Linked DNA regions of Rattus norvegicus: region 1 is linked to region 2. Evidence: chromatin contacts called from public Hi-C data. All regions are on one chromosome and are shown on one strand. Each heading gives the region's core, a stretch centred on a gene start, on an enhancer-like site or on the middle of the called end of the contact. The rest is flanking DNA. Distances are from core to core; before and after follow the strand shown.

Evidence for each region. A called contact is a pair of places that touch in the nucleus more often than the background predicts.
Region 1: a contact with region 2 is called in a Hi-C map of the A7r5 cell line, with 8 times the contacts expected there. The contact joins the enhancer-like site here to the promoter of Postn in region 2. A contact is called at or near these places in 10 of 12 Hi-C or Micro-C datasets (the A7r5 cell line, Schwann cells, frontal cortex and 6 more) and 1 of 1 datasets of contacts at active chromatin or transcription factors (oligodendrocytes).

Annotation. Positions count from the first base shown.
Region 1 is chr2:141,023,374-141,029,628 of GRCr8, reverse strand. No RefSeq gene overlaps it. Among named protein-coding and RNA genes, the nearest start is that of Trnaa-ggc, 9.7 kb to the right of the region's middle. Within about 2 kb of position 4,603, at least 7 of the 93 cell types and tissues checked have an H3K27ac peak or open chromatin away from gene starts, as enhancers often do. A contact at or near this core is called in the A7r5 cell line, where this site is marked.
Region 2 is chr2:140,675,209-140,682,038 of GRCr8, reverse strand. It overlaps Postn (periostin), which reads right to left and starts at 3,978. Exons shown (of 22, transcript NM_001108550.1): 1 at 3,836-3,978; 2 at 2,384-2,482. The coding sequence starts at 3,960.

The DNA.
Region 1 (6,255 bases), core at 3,354-5,853, 350 kb before region 2:
GGAGAAGTTGTCTGGAGATAACTCTCATTGGGAATCTGCAACAGACTGTTTAGATCCTAAAAGTTGCCCTTTCTAGACACGAGATTAATTAAGAAAACCTGCTTGCACTGTCCTGTAACTATACTGTCATGTGTTGTGGAACTCCATGATGGGAGGAGGCAGCTCAGATGGACCTTTCCCCAGGTAGTGCCACATCAGTGGAGGAAATCACCCAGCACCTGTAGCACACCTGCTCCTGTTTTCCTCATGATAGCCATGCCCAGATGGGTTTTGCTGATCAAAACATGCCACACATTTAGCATAGAAGCAGATGAGTATCATCTTGTATGATTTGCCTTTTTAAAAGGTGTAATTTCATTCTTCTCTATTTGTAACAGGTACATGCTTGCATTCCTGGCACTCAGGAGGCTGAGGCAGAACAGTGAATTTGAGGACAGCTTGGGCTACAGTGAGATTCCCACTGTAAAAAATACAGTGGGAAGTTCTCTTTAAAAAAAAAAAAGATGTGTGTGTGTGTGTGTGTGTGTGTGTGTGTGTGTGTGTGTGTGTATTCACGCATGCCCCGCTCCACATATATGTTGTGGTTTGCCCTGAAGCTATCTGTATTTTGATGCTAATTCCACTGCCCCAAGGACGGCTGCCTAGTCACGCACTCTGGACTCAGGTGACTTCACCAGAACCACCTCTCCATTGAATTTGTAAAGTACAGGTGAGGGGCAGGTACAGGATAGAAGGAGGCTGTCATTGGAGGAGAAGGAAGGATGGGCGGGAGAGAAGTTTGAAGGAAGAGGAGGAGACTAGAACAGAGACAGGAGACGGAGAGAGGGGAGAAGCCATGACAGGTGATGTTAAGATTCTGCTCTGTGTATTTACAGGTTGTTATCAATGTTCTTAAGGGATGGATGGTACCGGGCTTTGTATGTTTCAGTGGGCAATTTTTCTTACCAATTGGGTCAAAGATTATTGTGTTGTGTGTTCTTTTATGTGAGGGTTTGAGTATAGGAAAGTGTGTGGCAGCAAGAGACACAGGGCCGCCGAGGAGTGGGGATGTGTTTCCACCAAGATATCTAGCAGATATCTTGGGGCACCAAGGTGTAGACCCAGCGGGGTAAAAGACAACCATACTCTTTTTTATTTTTATATTTTTACAACAACACATATATGACCATGCACATGGTGCCGGTACTACTAGGTTGGGAAAATCATGTGTGAATGTCTGCTGTCATCTTGGATGTGGAACAGCACTACACTGGATACTCCATTATCCTTTAGGTCCGTCCTGGTTGCAGGGATTGTCTGTCCTGGCACGTCCACAGAAGAGCCAGGCCTCCATCTTTCCCTTTAGAGTTGAAAGGATACAGATACTATTTTGCAAATTCCTCTTTTTCCTCATTTAATTTCTGTGAAGTCTATGACATGTCTGGATTTTTCCACTAATACTTTTCATGCTTGAGGACAAGATGTTTTAAGTTCTGCGATCCTCTTTGCCTAAAACAAGTTTCTAAATGATGTCACATGTTGGAAGCTAGAGCTGAGATTTGAAACGTGGCAGTTAAACTTTGGATGCAGTCTGGGTTTCTACTGTTCCTTGGAATTGCTTCTGCATGACTTCTTGATGGGTGGAGGACCTTTTCTCTTTTTGATAGTTCCTAGGGACTAAAAATTGGAGGTCAGAGAAACACAGAGGATGACCTGATACATTTGGAAAATATGTGATTTTATTGCTACATATTTATTCCTATATATTTTAGATCCATGGGTCTGTATCTACATGTGTGCCATGGGATGCTGTAGGTGTATATTGAGAAGACTTTTTCTACGTATACAAAATGCATAGTTTAAAAGATATGCTGATGGCATCATGGCTGTTTCCTTCCAATGCCTTGAATTTATGGGCCTCTTGCCTCAGTCTTCCAAGCACCAGGGACTACAGGCATGTATCACCCCACCCAACTGAGGAGGAGCTGGTTTGTTGTAAGTGTAGCTACAAAACAACATAAAGAAACTTGAAATTAAGGCTGGAGAGATGGCTCAGTGGTTAAGGGCACTGACTGCTCTTCCGAAGGTACTGAGTTCAAATCCCAGCAACCACATGGTGGCTCACAACCATCTGTAATTGGATCTGATGCCCTCTTCTGGTGTGTCTGAAGACAGCTACAGTGTACTTATATATAATAAATAAATACATCTTAAAAAATTTTGAAATTATCAACAGGTATTAGTGATCCTGAAAACTGAGCCGAGGGGCCATCTAGACAGGCCTCATTAAGTAGCTCAGGCTCTCCTTGAACTTGACACGGGCTCCTGAAGGCTGGGGTTATAGATATAGAATGTCTTATTCAAACTGTGTAACAAAAGTATCATATGCTCAGGTGGTCCTGTGGCCTAATACTGTGGGCCCAGTATAGTACAGTGTGCCTGGTACGGGACCATGTGCCTATCTTGGTATCACCTGCTGTGTGGTTATGGGGCAGTACTTGGTTTTGAAGCAGGAGCAGGTACCAAGTGTATGAGCCTCACAGTAGCCAAAATTACTTGTTCTTTGCATTTTATCTCAGCTGTGCACAACTCTGAGGCCAGCCCCAGCTCTACTTCTGGAGTCCTTCTGGTCCAAAGTTCAGGCTTCCGGAACATCCTCCCAAGGGGTATGCTGTCCTCAGAACAGGAGATGTGGTAATACCACATTTCAGTTAAAACACACCCATAGTCAGACCTCTAAAACTCGGGGGACAGTTCTTTCACTGGCAGGTAGTAACATGGTATATTACCATGAAGGGTCTACTCAGTTCACAGAAGAGGAAACTCCGTGTGTGTGTGTGTGTGTGTGTGTGTCTGTGTGTGTGTGTGTGTGTCTGTGTGTGTGTGTGTGTCTGTGTGTGTGTGTAGCTTAGAGAAGCTACCCAGGTCTGGTGTGTGAAAGAGGCCACCTGATCCACAGTGAGTGTGTATTTGCTGCATTTCCGCATCTGTCCTTTTTGGTGTCTGCTTCAATCACTGCCATCCTTCAGGCTTTAACAAGTGTCCTTGAAAGTCAAGTGACCTCTGTGTCAAAGAAGTCAGCATTCAACAAAATCACCGAGCATGTGCCCTTGGGTAAAAACTTGAATCAAAAAGTAAATTTATTTCCCAATGCTAAAACTAACGAAAACTAACTAACTAAAACTAAGTCAGCCTGATAGTACTTTATTAAACGTCTAAACCGACCCTTTTATTTTTCCATACCAATTGAAGATGTGTCTGCAGAGAGCCATATATGATTTCTAAGGGCGGTCCTGAGAACAAGGACTTCTGTGAGCATCCGATGGGGATCCACGAGCAAAGTGCTGACAGGAACCACCTGAACTACTAATAGTCAGGCTCCCAGTAAGCACTCTGTGCCTCAAGCCAGGGCTGCCAACCCTCTCAGAACAGCTCTCACTTCATCTCTTCTGGGTCTGTTCCATGTCCTAACTCCAGAAATGTATCGTGCTCCATCATCAAGGATTTTCCTGTCAGTGGGGCCTTCTAATCTCATCAATTAAATACCAACTGTCACTTTAAACCCAAGCGGAACTTTTCCTTAAACTTTAGCACCTTCTCCATTGCTTGGTCTAATACCTTTCCCCTCCCTACCTGATAGGCAGTCAGTGTCAGTTTTAGCTGAAATAAACAAAAACTTTATTCATTAAAGTTTTCAGGACAGTATTTGTACTCACTCATTCTTCATTCATTCATTCATTCATTCATTCATTCATTCATTCATTCACAAGTAGTCACTGGGTGTTGCCTAATTGCAGCATACAAGCTGATATGAAGAGGCATCATCAATGTAGCAGTGGATTCAGAATTAATGCCCACGGGAGCCTGATTACCCTTGTGTAAGTCTCACAACGTAGAGGCTCTGAACTTTAGGGGCTCTGTCCTTGGATCAATGCCTGGTTCACATGTCCTTAAACATTTCATGTGGGCTAGGGATGTACTTACTACAGGGACAGTGTTCTTACTTAGCGCGCGCGCGCACACACACACACACACACACACAGAGGCCTATAGAACTCACTATGAATTGCAGGCTGGCTGCAAACTCATGAAAATCTTTTTGTTTTACCTTCCAGGTGCTGGGATCACAGGTGTCCCTGCTCTTGGCTTCTTCTTTTCAATCTCTCTCCTCCTCTCTCCTCCTCTCTCCTCCTCTCTCCTCTCCTCTCCTCTCCTCTCCTCTCCTCTCTCCTCTCCTCCTCTCCTCTCCCCTCCCCTCCCCTCCCCTTCCCTCCCCTGTGGGATCAAACAGACTCGGCAATTACCCATTACCCATCAGTCTTTTTTTTTTTTTCTGAGTTGCAATCATAGGTTTTTACTCCCTCGTAGCACAAGATGACCCTAGTAAAAGTAAAATAGCATTTTCTGACTGAGTCTGTGTTGGTACATGGGAACAGTGCAGATTTTGTGAATCCTGAGCTTGTAAAAAAAATTGTGCCCCCCCTTCAAGAAAAATAACATTAGCAGAAAAGCTTTGAAAAGGAAGCATGGTGTATTTAATTTGGGAACGAAATGAGATGAGTCACTTGATCACTGATTTGTTCCCCCTCAGCTCTCAGGGGGGGAGGGGGGAGGCAATGACTCAAAAGTGCTTGGGCAGAAATACTTCCTTCCTCTACTTGAAACAATTCCTGACCCCTGACCACTCCAGTACTTACAGGGAACCCTGAAAACTGGGTTAAATTCTCTTCTGGTAAGTCCATTTCTGCTCCCGGAACTCTAAAAACAATGGCCAAATGGCATCGGTTTTAATGTTGTGATCTTTTTAGTTAACTTTCTGGACGTCGTGGGACCTTGTGATTTGGGGGTACTTTGCATTAGGAATGGTTTTTGAACTATAGAATTTTTCTTCCAAGTGAAAAGAGTCTGGCTATAGACTTGACTGTCTGTCCTCATTTGGAGAAACCATTTGGGATGATTATAATCTTCTTTTGGAAATATTTAAACAATATCTCACATAAATAATGAAAATCTGACCTTAAATAAACAATGTTGTCACTAAGGGATTTACTGGTTTATGTGACTCAAACACTGTGCTCAGAACATTACTCAGAATCTATCAGTTCACTGTTAAAGCATTTTATAAATGATTAATTTTTATAGAATGATTTAAGTCATATTTCCCCAAGTCCAAATTGTTGAAAATTGGCCCTGTCACCCAGCTGGGGATTCTACTTGATGCACCATCCAAAAAGAAACGGCAGGGGGCCACCTTGTAATGCTGTGGCTTTATTTTTATTATCTTTTTTTACTCATGAAAGGTTCTTTTCTCTCCATTGCTTGGCATCTGTTCACCCATTTTGAGATTTGCATATGTTTATTTGAAGAAAGAAAACATTTTTAGACACTAGCTTTGCTATATTGAGAATGTACGGTGTAATTGCAGCCTTAAAATATTTTTTTCTCAGTTTAAGTGAAGGAATTAAAATGTTAACAGTTTCTTCTATTTCCTTCCGCCGCAGTGGGAAACTGTATGTCCTGGTCTGCTTTCCCTGGCAAGTTGCCGCCTTCCTCATTGAGACCATACAATTATCTAGCAGATCATTATAGTACATGCCTGTCAATCATGTTACTTTTACTCAAAGATCAGAATGATTACAAGGATGTGCTTAGAGACGTGAACGCAGCGCCTGTTCCACCTTGCCGTCCCTCTCTAGGCAAACGTGCCTAAGTTCTGAAATGGTGACTTAATGTAAACAGAGAAAATGCTGCAGGGTCCACCTGCAGGGCCGTCACGGATGAATGGGTTTGAGCATCTCCTATGGGCAATTGAAGCTGCCTAATTACTCTATGGGTCGTCTTGTGACATTTAAGAAAAACCACACTTCCAAGAAGGCTCTCAAGTGGCCAACTGGGCCTAAATTCAAAGTGTGGCCAGTTCTGACTGGGGAATCGACATGTTACTTTGGTTTCTTGAGAAACCACAAACTTAACTATGCTGGGCCTCAAGCCAGGCACGGTAAAGATCCCCTGGGAATTCCTATTTTGTCATCTCTCTAGGGTCAATGAGCTATACCCCACAGTCAGCCAATCAGAAAAGAGTGGTACCTACTTGATTTACATAACAGGACCTAACAGGAGCCTAGCTGGAAAATTTCTCTGTATAAATTGGTCTTTGCTCCTCAGAGTACTTCTGTCTGTAGGGAGACACACAATCTGCAAATATTTTTGTACATTTGAAATGGAGGACATGGTCTCACTCTGTACCCGAGACTAGCTAGGAATATATAGTCCAGT
Region 2 (6,830 bases), core at 2,729-5,228:
CGCTGAAAGCCAGCATAGTGATTTTGTGTGGTGTTGGGGATCGAACCCAGGGTTTTGTGCAGTTGAGGAAAGAAGTTAACCAGGTAAGCTGCTTTTATAACTAAGATACACAGTTACTTTAAAAAATTACCAGTATTTATTATTGATTTATCAGTTATGACTATCAATTTAATTGTGCTATATGAATTTGAATTTTCCTATCTTATTTTAACTTTGTTTGTAGTTTTAAGAGTTGTCTGAACCTGAAACAAGGGAACTGTATGTGACCCTGATGCAAATCTTGATTTGCCCCCTTGTGACAATTATACTTCTACAGATCTCCACAGGAATAAGTAGACTATGTAGATGTTAATTGAATGTTCTTGTGAATTTGATTTATGCACATCATAAACAAAATGAGATATGTCTATAGTGAGAGGCAGATCGCTGGGATGAAAACAGGACACTGTCATTATGAGGCAAATGTCTAAACCAAACACTGATACAATCTGATAATGAGCTCTGAAGCGGAAAAGTCATACTGCAGAAGAGGAGCTTGTAGAACAGTGGCCTGAAATCTCATCTGCTAAGTGGACAATGTGTTTATCTGTGGAAAGGTTTCAAATACAACAAAACTGTTTTGGTTTTGTTCCCAGAAAGCATGGATGCTACACACAAATCCATTTTCCTATATGGCCAGGAAGTCAAATAGAGCAAGAAGAAGGCAGAATAATTGCTCTGCCTGCTTGGAGAATGGGGAATTTGTCCTCACTATCTGAGTAGTAAAAAATGTCATAGGAAGCCAACTGAAGATGTAACGTGCACCAACAGGGAGCCTGCACACTGCTCTGTGGAAGGTTTTCTACATACCGTAGACAGTACCTTAAAGCTTAAGCCTAGGGATACTAATGCTTTCTTGAGACCTGGCCTGTTTCTAGTAAACACCCAATGTAGAAGCCTATTTGAAAAACTGAATGACACAGAAGACGTTGTTGGCAACTTGGGCAGAAGGGAGTGGAAAGCGAGCCAGGCTTCCTCCCTGTCAGTGCCATTGGTTTCTTTGCTTAGTTGAGATTAGCATTTACACTTGTCTCAGCGAAGAGATGTAAATGTGATCTGACGTGGAAGCCACTGAAGGAAATTTTGCTAAGGGGACATTGTTAAAGTTTTGGTAAAATGTCTGGCTAGAAGCATAACTTTTGTTTAATGGAAGACAAGAGACTCGACTGGTTGTGTGACAACTTTGGCATCTCTAATATAATTATATTGTGAAGACAAGATGTCTTTAACTTCCAGAAAGAACAGGAAAATTCTTTCCTTAAATGCACAACATGGGAAGGTCACTGACTTCCCAAAGTTAAATAGCTCTTTGTTGAGTGTGTGTTCCAATAGCACATGGATTAAAAACTGTCTGTCTGTCTGTCTGTCTGTCTGTCCACCTGCCCACCCACCCGTCTGTCTGTCTATCTATCTATCTATCTATCTATCTATCTATCTATCTATCTATCTATCTATCTATGCATCTATCAATATATCTATGCATTTGTTTAATTTTGTTAGGGTGTTTCACTTTGGAGCTCAAGGTAACCTAGAGAAGTTGGGGCAGTCTCCTTACTTCAGCTTCTTTGGAGGGTACCTGAAGCTCACCATGGTGTATTAAGTGGATATTCAGATTCTTCGGTCCTCAAAGCTACCTTATAGAGGCTACAGTTCAGGTTGAGGGCAGCGAGGGGCCCTTCCATGATTTTCATTGCTGGGATGACATGGGAGCCCTTTCTGATTTACTGAGCTACCCTGTCTTTGAGACAGCCCCCTCATAAAATGATGGATTGGATAAGTCATTCTTAACCTTTATAAATTCAGGGTTTTTAACTTTCCTACCAATAACTATAGTATAATAAATTAATAAAATGTCTACTACATAGGCAATAATGTTTTCCAGCTTTGAGTTGATCAGTGAAATATACAGCAAAGCCATAGGGGTGAAGTGGAGTCTTTATCATGATGTCTAAATGACCAGAGAAGCATTGATTTGGGCCTTTACAAATGAATATTTCAGATCAATTTGTTCTCCTTGATTGTGTGTGTGTGTGTGTGTGTGTGTGTGTGTGTGTGTGTGTGTGTGTGTGTGAGAAGAGGGTCCAGTGAATAGAGACCACATTTTTCACATGGATTCAGGACGTACCACACCAGGCCTGCTTTGGCTTGTCCAGCTTATGGACTTAGAGAGAAATCGACTCTTCTAACTGGTGTTGAGAGGGAGCTTCTCTGCCTGTGTATGAACCTCTCTTTAAAAGCACAGGAGTTTGGACAGTCTCTTCAGACTGGGGCATGTGTCCAAGAAAAGGCGAGTACCGTCCTGTAGGATCTTCAAACCATCAACAGAGAAAAGGGTGAGACTCACGTTTTCTTCCCGCAGATAGCACCTTGATACCAGTTCTTACAGGAGCTGAAGTATTTCTTTTTGGTGCCCAGAATCTGCTGGAGGGCACAGACATTTGGGCTGGAGACAGAGGGGAGGGGAAAGAGTTAATTGCTGAGGTTCTTGCCTTTTCCCAGTTACAGGTCAGGTGGCTGAGAGAGATGTTTGGATGGAGTCCTGACATTCTAAGACGGGATTTTAACTTTGTACAAAGCCAACTCCTGCCCCAGTTCTACTGAGTTACTAGAAAAAGCAGAAGTCTAAGGGAGATAGCGAGAGGAGGGAGAAGAGGGGGAAAGGGAGGGGGTATAGGAGGAAGGAGAGGATGTAGGGAGAGGAGGGGTGAGGAGGAGGGAAAGGGAAGGGAGAAGAAGGGGATGTAGGAAAGGCCACTGTATGTTTGAGACTAATATCAGTATTTCAAAAAGTTAACCTAGCAGAAATATTTAAACAGAATTAGACTTAACAGACAAACTACTGTTAAAGTGGAAAAAAACCCATTGTTTTAAAACTAAGCATGTATTCATTTGGAGGATGGGCAGCTTTAGGATTTTTCTGAAGCCCGGGAGATTAATGGCAAAGGACACAGGTCTTACTTCACACTCTGCTGTGTGGTTCCCTAGGGGCTTGCAGAAGTAGATTAGTGTTCAAAGGAACTTTTGAACAATGCCTTTACACAAAGGAAATTTGATTCTTTAAAGAGAACAAATAAGAGTATCCTTCTCTATTGCAATTTTAAGCTTGCTTTCTCTTAAAAGGATGGAAATTCTACTCCACTGTTAAGAAGACTGCTCTGAGAACTCAGAAAATGAAAACCCCCCCAAGGCTTAGGGAGAAATGCCAAGAGTCCCATGCAAACAGTGCAGATGTTCGCTTGAGTTACTAAGATGCTTCTAATAACCTTTTAAAATCCTACATTTATCTGAAAAGATAAAAAAAAAAACATTTCAAGGAATCCAGAGAAGCAGCTATTCAGCCCAGAGTTTAATTTTCATATACAAAACAAAGGAAATTTGCACCGATATCCCGAGAGACATCTCAAAGCCTTTGACATGATACCATCAGAGAGCAGACACTTTGATTTTGAAAACCATACTCTGCAGTCATGGAGAGAAATAAAAACCCAAGTAAACAGAATTACTAAGGATTACCCAACTGTATTTTGTTAATTACATTAAAATTAATAATCCACATCAAGTAATAATACTTGCTATGTTGATAGCAATACTTATGAATTTAAGGCACATATATGCCATAGTAACTATCTATCTCTGTCTATATATGTCTATTTACAGAATATTCAGAATTGTTCCTTTTCCTATTACCTTGCAGTAAGAAGAACTACAGCTACCCTGTGCATTTACAAGGAACTTCTACATATTTCTAGAACAAGCTAAGTGGAATAAGCCAAAAGGAAACAAGCCAGGGACTTACCCCTGATCCCGACCCCTGATGCGGCTGTGAGCTAGGACCTTGTCATAGTAACTGTTGGCATTTGCGGGGTCAACGTCACACAGGAACAGCAGCAGCAGAGCAGATAAGGGCAGGAGAGGAACCATCTTCAGCCCTGAGCTCCGTCCAGGAAGAGATCTGGCCTGTGTTCTAGAGAGCTGAATTTATAGAGCTCTGGGCTGTGGGAGGGAGCATGGCTGTGGGAGGGGGCGCTGGGCCAACCTGAAACTTGCAACTGCCTTGCAGAAGCACCAGCAGCCCTGTGCTGTCTCCTGGGTTCTGAGCAGTCTGAACTCTTCCCTCTATTTGTTTTTAATCATAGTGTGGCCGTTTTTTCACTTCTATAGGTTTACCCTGTGAAAACAGCTGTATCTGAGTTCAGGGACCTCTCCCCCATGTGCCTCTGCCACTCTCTGTGTCTCCGAGCTCAGTGACTTTCTTAGTTTGATCTTATCACACTTAAATCGTCCCACAACAGAACACTGAGGTTATTTTTCGACAGAGAAGAAATCACAAAGGGAATTTAACACAAATCCTGGATAGATTTACAATGCATACAAAGTACAATTTCCACAGCTAATGTGGAGGCACATGTTTCTTGAAGTCCTGTGAAACTTGGGTCCTGACTTTCCAACTCTTAATGAGTATAGAGAGTTAAGTTACAAAGACCTGCTTTGGGAGAATTTCTCTAACTTTTCACACACACACACACACACACACACACACACACACACACACACACACACAATTTTCCTTTTTATTGCTTTTCATCTCCCACACACTGCATACTCTGATAAGACCTGGAAACAGGTATTACTAATCTAGAAGTAATGTGGCAATTAAATGCATATTAAGAAACAGGGCTGCTGCCAAGAATATTCTTCTGATTTTTAAAAGAACAACTGCACTCTCTCGGTGTTGAATTTCAGCATCCCCAGCTGAGGGAAGACACAGATTTTTTAGGTCTTCACACATGTGGAGAATCCTTTGGATGAAGAAACTTCAATGATTAGAAAGTTCAGAAGGCAGGGAATGGGAACAGCCATCTGTCTCTGAATGCACAGATTTTAAAGCATCCCTAGAGAGGGGGGAGGGTGTTTCTGTGCTGTGCCGTGAAGTCCCCCCTCTGTTTTGAGCATCCGTAGTGTTTTCTCACTGACAAGGCAAAGACACCATGGCTGGATTCTTTATGTTTTACAGTTGGAAAAGTTTAAGGGGGAGGCCAGAGAGAGTTCCTTATCTGGAGAGATGTGTGAGCTTTCTGTGGGAACTGCCTTTCAGTGTTAAAATAATCCTGCAGCCAACAGCTAATTTATTAAGTACACAGTTTGAAGATGAGTCAGAAGCCTCTGTCACTTCTGAAATTTTGGTATTAAAGGATTGAGAATATACCGAATTATCTCTGGGGAACGGGGAGAGAAGATATCATGGAAAGTAAACTATGTTCTTTCCAGGGTACTTGTGTGACAGAGACACTAATCTCTTATTTATATTTATCTAAATGAAGCCATTCTTACTTTAACTGTCTTTTCTCTTGTTTGCTTTATAAATAGCTTTTGCTACTCTTAGGTTGTACAAATGGTGGGCTGTCGGTAACTGCTCAATGAAAGGGCAGTCCTATCTTATGCATATAAGGTCTATCTGATATCAATCAACTGGCTGTTAGAATGTTCGGGGAACATCATTTATTGACGAGGTTACTGTGCTATTCTGACAAGCAACATGTATTTACCATTTTGCACAAGGCAAAGCGTATTCTCATATGACAGAAAGGCATTCTGAAGCCCCCTTTTATAGTTTCCAATAATAGAAATCTGAAATCTTTCTACTCCAAGCATCATGTTTGAGACTTACCAAACTCCCATGGAAGTCAACTCATGCCAAACCTTCAAAATTATTAACTAATGGGGGTCAATAATGACATCAGGGAGGGTCTTTCAAACAAGAGCCAGAGACACAGAGACCACCCGTAATCCAGAGAAGAGCAGAGATTTTAGGTAAAGATGGAGAAATCAGGATACTTGAAGAGACAGAGGCCAGGTGAGAAGAGAGATACTGCACGGTAATTGTTGGGAGAAAGTCCAAAGCTAGAGAGAGGCTCTGAGCCAGTTTGGGAACGGCTGAGAAAAGGAAGGCTAAGAAGGGAATCTTAGCCCAAGTTGTAGAAGAGAGTGGGAAAAAAATCCACAAAAGGGCACACTCTCTTCCGGGGCTCTCATCAAAAGTTGCTCTCCATACAGGGCCCTTTCTCTTCTGCTCTGTGAAACTATCCTGACCCTACTAACCCTTGCACTTTTTCTACCAGTTGGGAAGATGACGGAAATCATGAAAATTAAGTCCGACTTTCCAGGGCTGCAAAGTCTGACCCAGAGATGTAAGTCATTAAGGAAAAAGAAATGGTTCATTATGTAACTCAAAAGAGAGAGTGTGACTGGGAGACAGGGCCGTCTGTCTCTAGGCATGGGATGCTGATTTATAGGCAGTTCTCTGTTATCGAGCCCCCAGAGACCACGAGGTCACTGCACTGCCTGCCACACTTACTCACCACTGTGAAACCAACCTCAAACTCCCGCAGTCCCCGGGACTCCTCACGGACTATGTGCTTCGTAAGCCTGTGCACACAAGCCTTAAGCAGTATGCCCTTGGTCTTGATTGTGTCATGAATCTTAATACGCTTCTATGTTAATATGTGGTTCATGAGTTGTCATGGCACATGAGCTCAAAAGTCGTTTACATATAGATCACATAACACAAACCCACTCTTACAGCCCAGTCAAGCCTTGAGGGTAACCCTGTACCTTCTTAGGAAAAGTTCTCCTCCAAACCTCCACACCTGGTCCATGGAGACTACAAGCCTTCTCTAGTCCTGCAAATGGAAATTCTAGGCAAGACTCGGAGATCTTTAGTTTCTTTGACTGAGGCTGCTTTTTAAAAAAGATTATTAGATTGAAAGACTTTAAACCAAGAATCATGTATT